Regions from separate parts of the Mus musculus genome. Here region 1 is linked to region 2. Evidence: chromatin contacts called from public Hi-C data. All regions are on one chromosome and are shown on one strand. The core of a region is the stretch at or near the end of the contact, and the rest is flanking DNA. Distances in the headings are between cores, read along the strand shown. Region 1 overlaps Ptprj (protein tyrosine phosphatase, receptor type, J). Region 2 overlaps Ptprj (protein tyrosine phosphatase, receptor type, J).

Evidence for each region. Hi-C and Micro-C count contacts between places; a contact is called where the count stands out from the background.
Region 1: a Hi-C map of cerebral cortex shows a contact between it and region 2, with 2.5 times the contacts expected there. The contact joins two enhancer-like sites. A contact is called at or near these places in 7 of 39 promoter capture datasets (the C10 cell line, cranial neural crest, embryonic stem cells and 3 more), 1 of 15 datasets of contacts at CTCF or cohesin (CD8 T cells), 26 of 484 Hi-C or Micro-C datasets (B cells, the C10 cell line, the C2C12 cell line and 16 more), 5 of 115 datasets of contacts at active chromatin or transcription factors (CD8 T cells, bone marrow-derived macrophages, embryonic stem cells and 2 more) and 4 of 9 other capture datasets (adipose tissue, liver, macrophages and 1 more).

Annotation. Positions count from the first base shown.
Region 1 is chr2:90,524,825-90,528,483 of GRCm38.p6, forward strand. The region is part of intron 1 of Ptprj (protein tyrosine phosphatase, receptor type, J); the gene reads right to left. Among named protein-coding and RNA genes, the nearest start is that of Ptprj, 54 kb to the right of the region's middle. Within about 2 kb of position 1,922, at least 77 of the 459 cell types and tissues checked have an H3K27ac peak or open chromatin away from gene starts, as enhancers often do. A contact at or near this core is called in cerebellum, cerebral cortex and forebrain, where this site is marked.
Region 2 is chr2:90,473,154-90,476,489 of GRCm38.p6, forward strand. It overlaps Ptprj (protein tyrosine phosphatase, receptor type, J), which reads right to left. Exons shown (of 24, transcript NM_008982.6): 2 at 1,818-1,836. Among named protein-coding and RNA genes, the nearest start is that of Olfr1274, 74 kb to the left of the region's middle. Within about 2 kb of position 1,873, at least 241 of the 459 cell types and tissues checked have an H3K27ac peak or open chromatin away from gene starts, as enhancers often do. A contact at or near this core is called in cerebellum, cerebral cortex and forebrain, where this site is marked.

The DNA of each region.
Region 1 (3,659 bases), core at 672-3,171, 52 kb after region 2:
CCAGAGCCTTGACACTCAAACACAGTGCATGCTTCAGTGCGTACACGCCCACACACACACACGCACGCACACACTCACGGTAGCACTTCATACCTAACCTTTTATGAAAATGACATGCCCAAAATCATGAAATGCAGAGTAATAAGACTGGTAAACTTAAAATTCTTACCAAAAAAAAATATGTTCTAGACTGCTAACTACTAACAACGGGGTATTAAAAAAAAAAGTTACCAATAAGAGAAACCATTCATAATAGAACACCAAAAGAATCATTTCTGTCATATGATCACTTCAGGAATACCATACAATCATGTCTATAATGTGCTCTGGGGATAAAACCCTAAGAAATACAGCAAGAATGTGGATGTGGACAGTGTTTATCTGTAAATGTCATCTCTCCATTAACATCCTCCTTCATTTTCTAAGTTCTTGATCTTTAACAACCACCGAAGAGGCAAGAAAAGGCTCGTGGGTAGCTGAAGGCTGAACCTCAGTCCAGTTTCACCTAAGATAACCTTGTGCCAGGTACTTAACTTTCCCCACTTAATAGCCCAACAGTAGCAAGAGCCCTGGATGGAAGCTATTCCTATTAGGCCCTGGGAATAACAAAAACAGGTACCCCAGAATCAAAGACGTCATCAGTTAATTGGCCATTTCCCCGCGGCAGCTGTGGTACACGGATGAGAAGACAGAAATGTCCACCAGGTACCCTGTTAGATGTACCAAGATTCATAGGAGAGCTACACCCACCAGTTATACCAAAGATAAGAACAGGGAGGTAGCCTCTAAAAAAGGCTGCTTGCTACAGAAGAGAGCACACCAATCCCTGGTTCAGACCGAACCAGACAGCTCTACTTCACCAAACTGAGAAAATGAGCTTATCATCAAAAATAAATAAGTAAGTCCTCTGCTTTTACTGCTGTGTGCGAAGCTAAGAAATTACATTTTCTTAGCACAAGCCATGACCAAAGCCTCTGACTGACGTTTAATTAACTTTCCAAATAATTGCTCAAAGGCTCAAAAACAGCCTGGTACATAGCAGGCACTGAGGCATTCTGACAAATGGATGTGTGGGCCAACGTGGGTCCTAAAGGAACTCAGGAAAAAGGAATCACCATCCTATGCCACTACGTGCCTATCCAAAGCCACAGAACGCACACTGCCGCAAGTGAGCCCTGAAGTGAACCAGGGCGTCTGCGAGATAACGGCACTGCGGAAGAGTCGCTGCATCTGCCATCCTGAATGGATGGTGCCAAGTGTGGTTGCTGAATTTGTAGGTTTGACGAGGGGATATGAAATTTCTGAAATTTCTTCTACTTAACGCAGCCGTAAGCCTAAAACTGCTCTTAGAAATAAACTTAGCTCGGCACACTGGCACACACCTGGAATGTCAACACTTGGTAAATGGAGGCAGAAGGGCCAAATTAGGTCAGCTACAGAGAGAGTTTGAAGCCACTCTGGGCTACATGAAATCTTGGTTCAAAAATAAAAGTAAGGGCTGGGAAGATGGTTGTCTATAAAGTGTGTGAAGCCTGAGTTCTCACAGAACCATGGTAATGCAACATTAAAAAGGCAGAGACAGGAGGACCCGGGGCTTGCTAGCCAGCCAATCCAGCAGACTAGTAAATTCTGAGCTCATTGAGAAACACGGTCTAAGGAAATAATGTGGAAAGTAATACAAGAAGACACGTAACATCGACCTGCCTGCCCCCACACACATATACACATAGACCAATAAACAATACAATACAAATAAACTTAATCAAGAACGCAACCATAGTTGATAAAACACAGCAGGCTTTATCAGCTCTGTGTACAAAAACCAGCATACTTCTGTGACATGCCACAAAACCACGCATTCACAAGCCATCTGACTGCAGAGGCTATAGAACCAGAAAAGCAGGCTCGCCAGGGTGCTCGCTCCACACAGCACAGGAATGTTTTCAGCTCGCTGTACATTTCCTGAGTGTCAGAGGACTCAAAGAAAGACCTTCCAGCTTTCGGTTGGCTCTTCAACAAAAAGCACTTTTATTCACAAAGCTCCAGTAACTCTAAAGCTAGGAGGGTTTTTTTTTTCTCCCTCTCTCTCTGCAAATTCCTAAAAAGGGAGCTTCACAGATGAGGCCTCCAAAGGCAGGCTCTGCTGCAATTTAATTTTCATTCTAAAAGGCCATCCTCACATAAGGTCCGTGTCAAGCTGCCATTCCCCACAGAGCCCTATAGTTAAAACAACAGGGTCTTCCAGGTTTCTTAAGCCAGTCTCCGTGTCAAACGTACTCGGCCTGTCTCCATTCACTGAGTACCCCAGTGTGGAGTTTGACATTGTTGCTATAACTCAATGTGCTCCACTGAGTGAGATTTTAACCCACTGGGCATATCTGGCTATGCCTGCAAACACTCCGGTTACTACAACTGGGCTGGGTAGAAAAGGGGTGCTTCTGATGCTGCTGGCATCCTGCCGTGCATAAAACAGCCTCCAAAACAAAGCATTACCCAGCACCAAACATTACCAGTGCAGGCTTGAGCCCTGCCAAAATGGAAGGCTCAGAAATAAAATGTTTGACTCTGAACATCAGTGAAAATTTACTCTAAGCAACGAATGTTCTTTGGGAGAAAGTGGAGACTCCCCGACTACCCAGGCAACGGTTGACTTTACTGAGATTTTTGAATGTTCTGTATTGTTGTGTTGTGGTTTTTTTGTCTGGTTGATTTGGTTTGAGAGGAGGGCTGGGGGGGGGGGGGGACAACCAATTGTCATATAAGTATGCCAATATGTGTACTCACATGTGTGCATGCAAAGCCCACGCCATCAGGCACCCTGTCACCCACTGCCCTCCTACCTTGAGACGGGGTCTCTTAACTGAGTGGGAAGCTTGAATTTCAGCTGGGCTGGATTGCCAGTGAGCTCTCGCAATCCACCTGTCTCTGCCGCAATGCTGGGGTTTCAAGTACGTACAGCTATGTCCAGCTTTTCATATGTGTCCTGGGAATCCAAGCTCAGGTCGTCATGTTTGGAGAGCAAGTTCTGTTACTAACTGAGCCATGTCTCTTGCCCCAAGGCACATATTTTTTAGTAGTTTTCTTTTATAGTTGAAGAAACATTGAATGGAGAAGGAGGATCAGGAGTTCAAAGCTGGTCTGCACACTCACATGAATCCCCCCACACACACACACCACACAAACACACAACACATAGTACTCCCACCAAAAAAAAAAACAGTTCCTCAGAGCCGATGGCTCAGCTGGTAAAGGCACGTGCCCAAGGAAACAGAAGCAGATGAGACCCTAAACCCCTTCAACACATCTGTTGGGTTACATGGACAGTGACGTCCACAGCATCCCCCAAGACAGCCACTAATGACTAGAACCCCATCAAACTGGCAACAGCCAGCCCAGAAAGCTCGGAACCCCACAAAAGCCCCATGAGAAGTGCATACTGCATGCACAGTGGAAAATCTGTTTCCGAAGAACTACCAGAGCACCCACCAGGCTGAGTCACCCTCCCAGGTCGCCCTCATGTTCACGTGCAGTGGAGGAATTTCCACACTTCCATTTTTCTACAAATGTGATCAGGAGTCAAAAGTAATGCAAGTCAAGGATGTGAGAAGTTTATATTTTAAATCATCTTGTTTCCTTATATGTGTTTGTGTTGGAGGGCA
Region 2 (3,336 bases), core at 623-3,122:
CCCACTCCCTGTAAGTTATAGACTAAATGATGTCATCCCCCAAACCCATACATTAAAGTACTCCATATACCAGTACTTCCAAATGTGTGCACACTTGCAAGATAGGGTGTCAAGGGGTTAAGTCCAAATGAGGTCATGAGAGTGGGGGGTCTCTCCCCATAAAGCTGCCATTCATATAAGAAGAGCAGATTAGTATGTAGGCAGGGGCTGGAGGCAGCACCATGATGACACAGCTCTCAGGGCTGAGAGAAAGAACCTCCTGAAGTGTGGGGAGACAGAATGTGGCGTGATCCTGAGGGTCACCCAGCAGACTAACGCAGAGCCCCTCCCGTGGCTCTGGAGTCCTTAGTTCCCAGGGAAAGCCTTCTAGGGTAGCTCTGGAGTTTTGTTCCCTGCCATGAGCATTCAATAACACTCCACCCTCTGAGCTAGACTGCACTAGAGCAGTGAAATTCTGCAGAGCTCCAGCTATTCTCCAACTTATCTACCAGGCTGGCTCACGGGAGAGACAGTGCCTGCCTGTGTGGGCACCCCACTGTCTGTGAAAGTTCTGCATAATTACTGCTATTAACAAAGATTTGCCTTATTAGAGGGGTTCAGCAAGCTCTGCCCTCCTTGGGGAGACCAAGCCAATCATTTTATCTCAATGAGTCCTAGGCTTTGGGTTGTTTTTTGGTTGGTTGGTTTGGTTCGGTTTGGCTTTGCTGGAAAAGAAAAAAAAAGTCCTGAATTTTAGGGGCAAAAAATGCTACCATTTTTTTCCCAAAAATATACCTTTTTTTAAAGTAGTAACTACTATTATCCTCCTACAGAAACAGTAAGGTCTTGATCCCAGAACAGTGCTTTCAGCTGGATGTATTTAGCTATATAAACCATCGTCACCATAATATTAGGCAGGCATCTGTATTTATCTTGTCTTCCTACAGACCAGGAAAAGTACCCAGCTCCAACTGGGACTCAGGCCTCCACACAGCACTGGAGGGCCAAGAGGAAAGGAACTTTGTATAACTTACCTTTCAAAGGATGCCAGAACTTCATATGTATCGGGCAAGTACGCAACCATGAGCTATAGACTCACTCCCAGGCTGACACGCAAAATCAAAAAATATAGGAGGCTATCTCTGCTTTCCAAGAATTTCTATAATCCCACAACACCATATTGTAAGTGTAGTAAAACAGCAACATAAGAAAGTGCTTGCAAAATAATACATATCACATAAAATAGAAATATTCAGTATTACAGTTTCAGTATATTTATCTCACACATGGGTGTGGGCTGGTGAAAGAAAATCACAAGAAATCCAATGATTTTATGAGCTGGTGGTTTAACTATGTCCCCCAGGAAGCCCCCAAACTCCCTAGCTCAAAAGAATCTGCTGACGTAGACTCCCGAGGAACTGGGAATACAGTGCTATATCACCGTCATTCAGTTGAGAAAACAAAGAATTTTTATAGTTGTGGTTAAACAACTAACTGAATGCTCCTTTCACTTACAGTTTCTATCTTCATTGTATTTTGGGGGGGTTGTTATGTTTCTATATGCATTGATGTTCTGCCTGCATGTCTGTGCAAGGATGCCAGACCCTCTGGAACTTGAGTTACAGACAGTTGTGAGCCACCGCTGGGAATCGAACTCAGGTCCCCTGGAAGAGAGGCTAGTGCTCTTAACCACTGAGCCATCTCTCCAACCCCATAAGTGGATTCTTGTTATCTTTTTTTCCTGTGATTTTTTCCCCCCATGTTAGCCATTAATGCAACTGTGTCCACTAGGGGGCAGTAGCAAACAACACAAGAATGGAAAGGAGCAAGGTACTCACCCGCACCTGCGCACAGGACCTGTAACGGAAAAGAAAAGGGAAGTCAGCAGATCCATTCAACCGTGAAAATGCAAATCAGAAGCAGAGCAGTTGGGGGTGGGTATCGAGTGCACGGGAGGCAGACGGCCATGGAGAGGGCGTCCTGGGGCTGTAAATACAGGGAAAGAGCAAGTCAACTATACAAAAGATTAACTGGGTTCACTGAGGCCATGGGGCTGCTGACTACATAAACCCAGTGTTTTTCACAGCTCCGCAAGCCAGTGCTCCCTCCTGCCCCTGGGAGGTGAACTGCCTTACAGAGAATACAAAAGGAAATGCAGGCCACAAGCTCTTCCCTTTAGCCATGTCCAGGGCCAGCCTACTGTTAAAGCCATGGCTGAAGTGCAGTCAATAGGTTTGTAATCTCTCACTATACAATAGTAACCTTCTTTAGTCTATCAGTAGAGGGCAATCAGTTTCTAATTATCTGGTATATAGCTTTGGGAAGGAGCAGAATGTGAGGCCTTACAGATTTAGTTGGCAATGTTAGTCTTTCGTTTGGGAGCCAGGGAGTCCCTTCGGCGGTTCTCACTATCATCCATACCATACATTATTTCCCCAAAGCCTAATGTAATTCAAGGTCGCAAATCCCATTGTCTCTTAAATACATGCTTTTGGTAATTGGAATTTCCAAAGTATGGTGACTGAGAAAAAGAAAATAACCAAAAGAAGGGAAAATGCCCCACAATTCCCTACTGCCCTCAGATTAAAAATCCACCCTTAAGTACCCAGCAGGCTCCTCTAGTCTTGGTGACACTCGTATTCTTGAAGCTGATTTCCCCTTAGGACATTTAAACATATATTCCCTCTTGCAAAATCAGTGCCCCAAAACTTATTTTCTAGGGCCTGCCCAAAAAGGCCACCCCTTCAGAAGTCTCTTCTATAACCAGCCAGGAAAACTAAACCACCCTCACTCCTTCACCACTGTTTCCTCCACAGGAGCAGAAACACTGTGCATACAGTAGGTGCTCAATAAGTGTCACAGAAAAGAACCAATTAGCTGAGATGGAACGGAATCCCCAAGGTCCCCCAAAACTTTCTACCATCTCCTCTCTCAAGCTTAACCTTTCTTAGCTCATCTGAGCCAGGCAATATGTCAACAACACAGTCTAGGATGGACCCAAGGGGAGGGGGAGAACACAAGAGGCCATGCCAGCACAAGGAAGCAAGTGTATTTTGCCCAGTTCAACTACAAAACCATCACTCTTTAGGATGGTGGCTTCTGGCACCTGCCCATAGTACCCGCCTTGGTATCAATACAGCGTTGCCCCTCCTGGAATCCATTCATCTAAGGACCACCTGAAACCATCCTGCCCTCTAGCTGTTTGCCAAAAATGAGGAAAAGAGACAAGTCTAAAAGTAACTCCAGTCAGAGAGCACTATCATAAATATCCCAGTAGGACGCACCCGCAAAGGCCAAGCACGCGTCTAAAGCGCCAATGCCGCAGCTAGCAGCCTCTTTCGTCATCCCAAGAAAGAG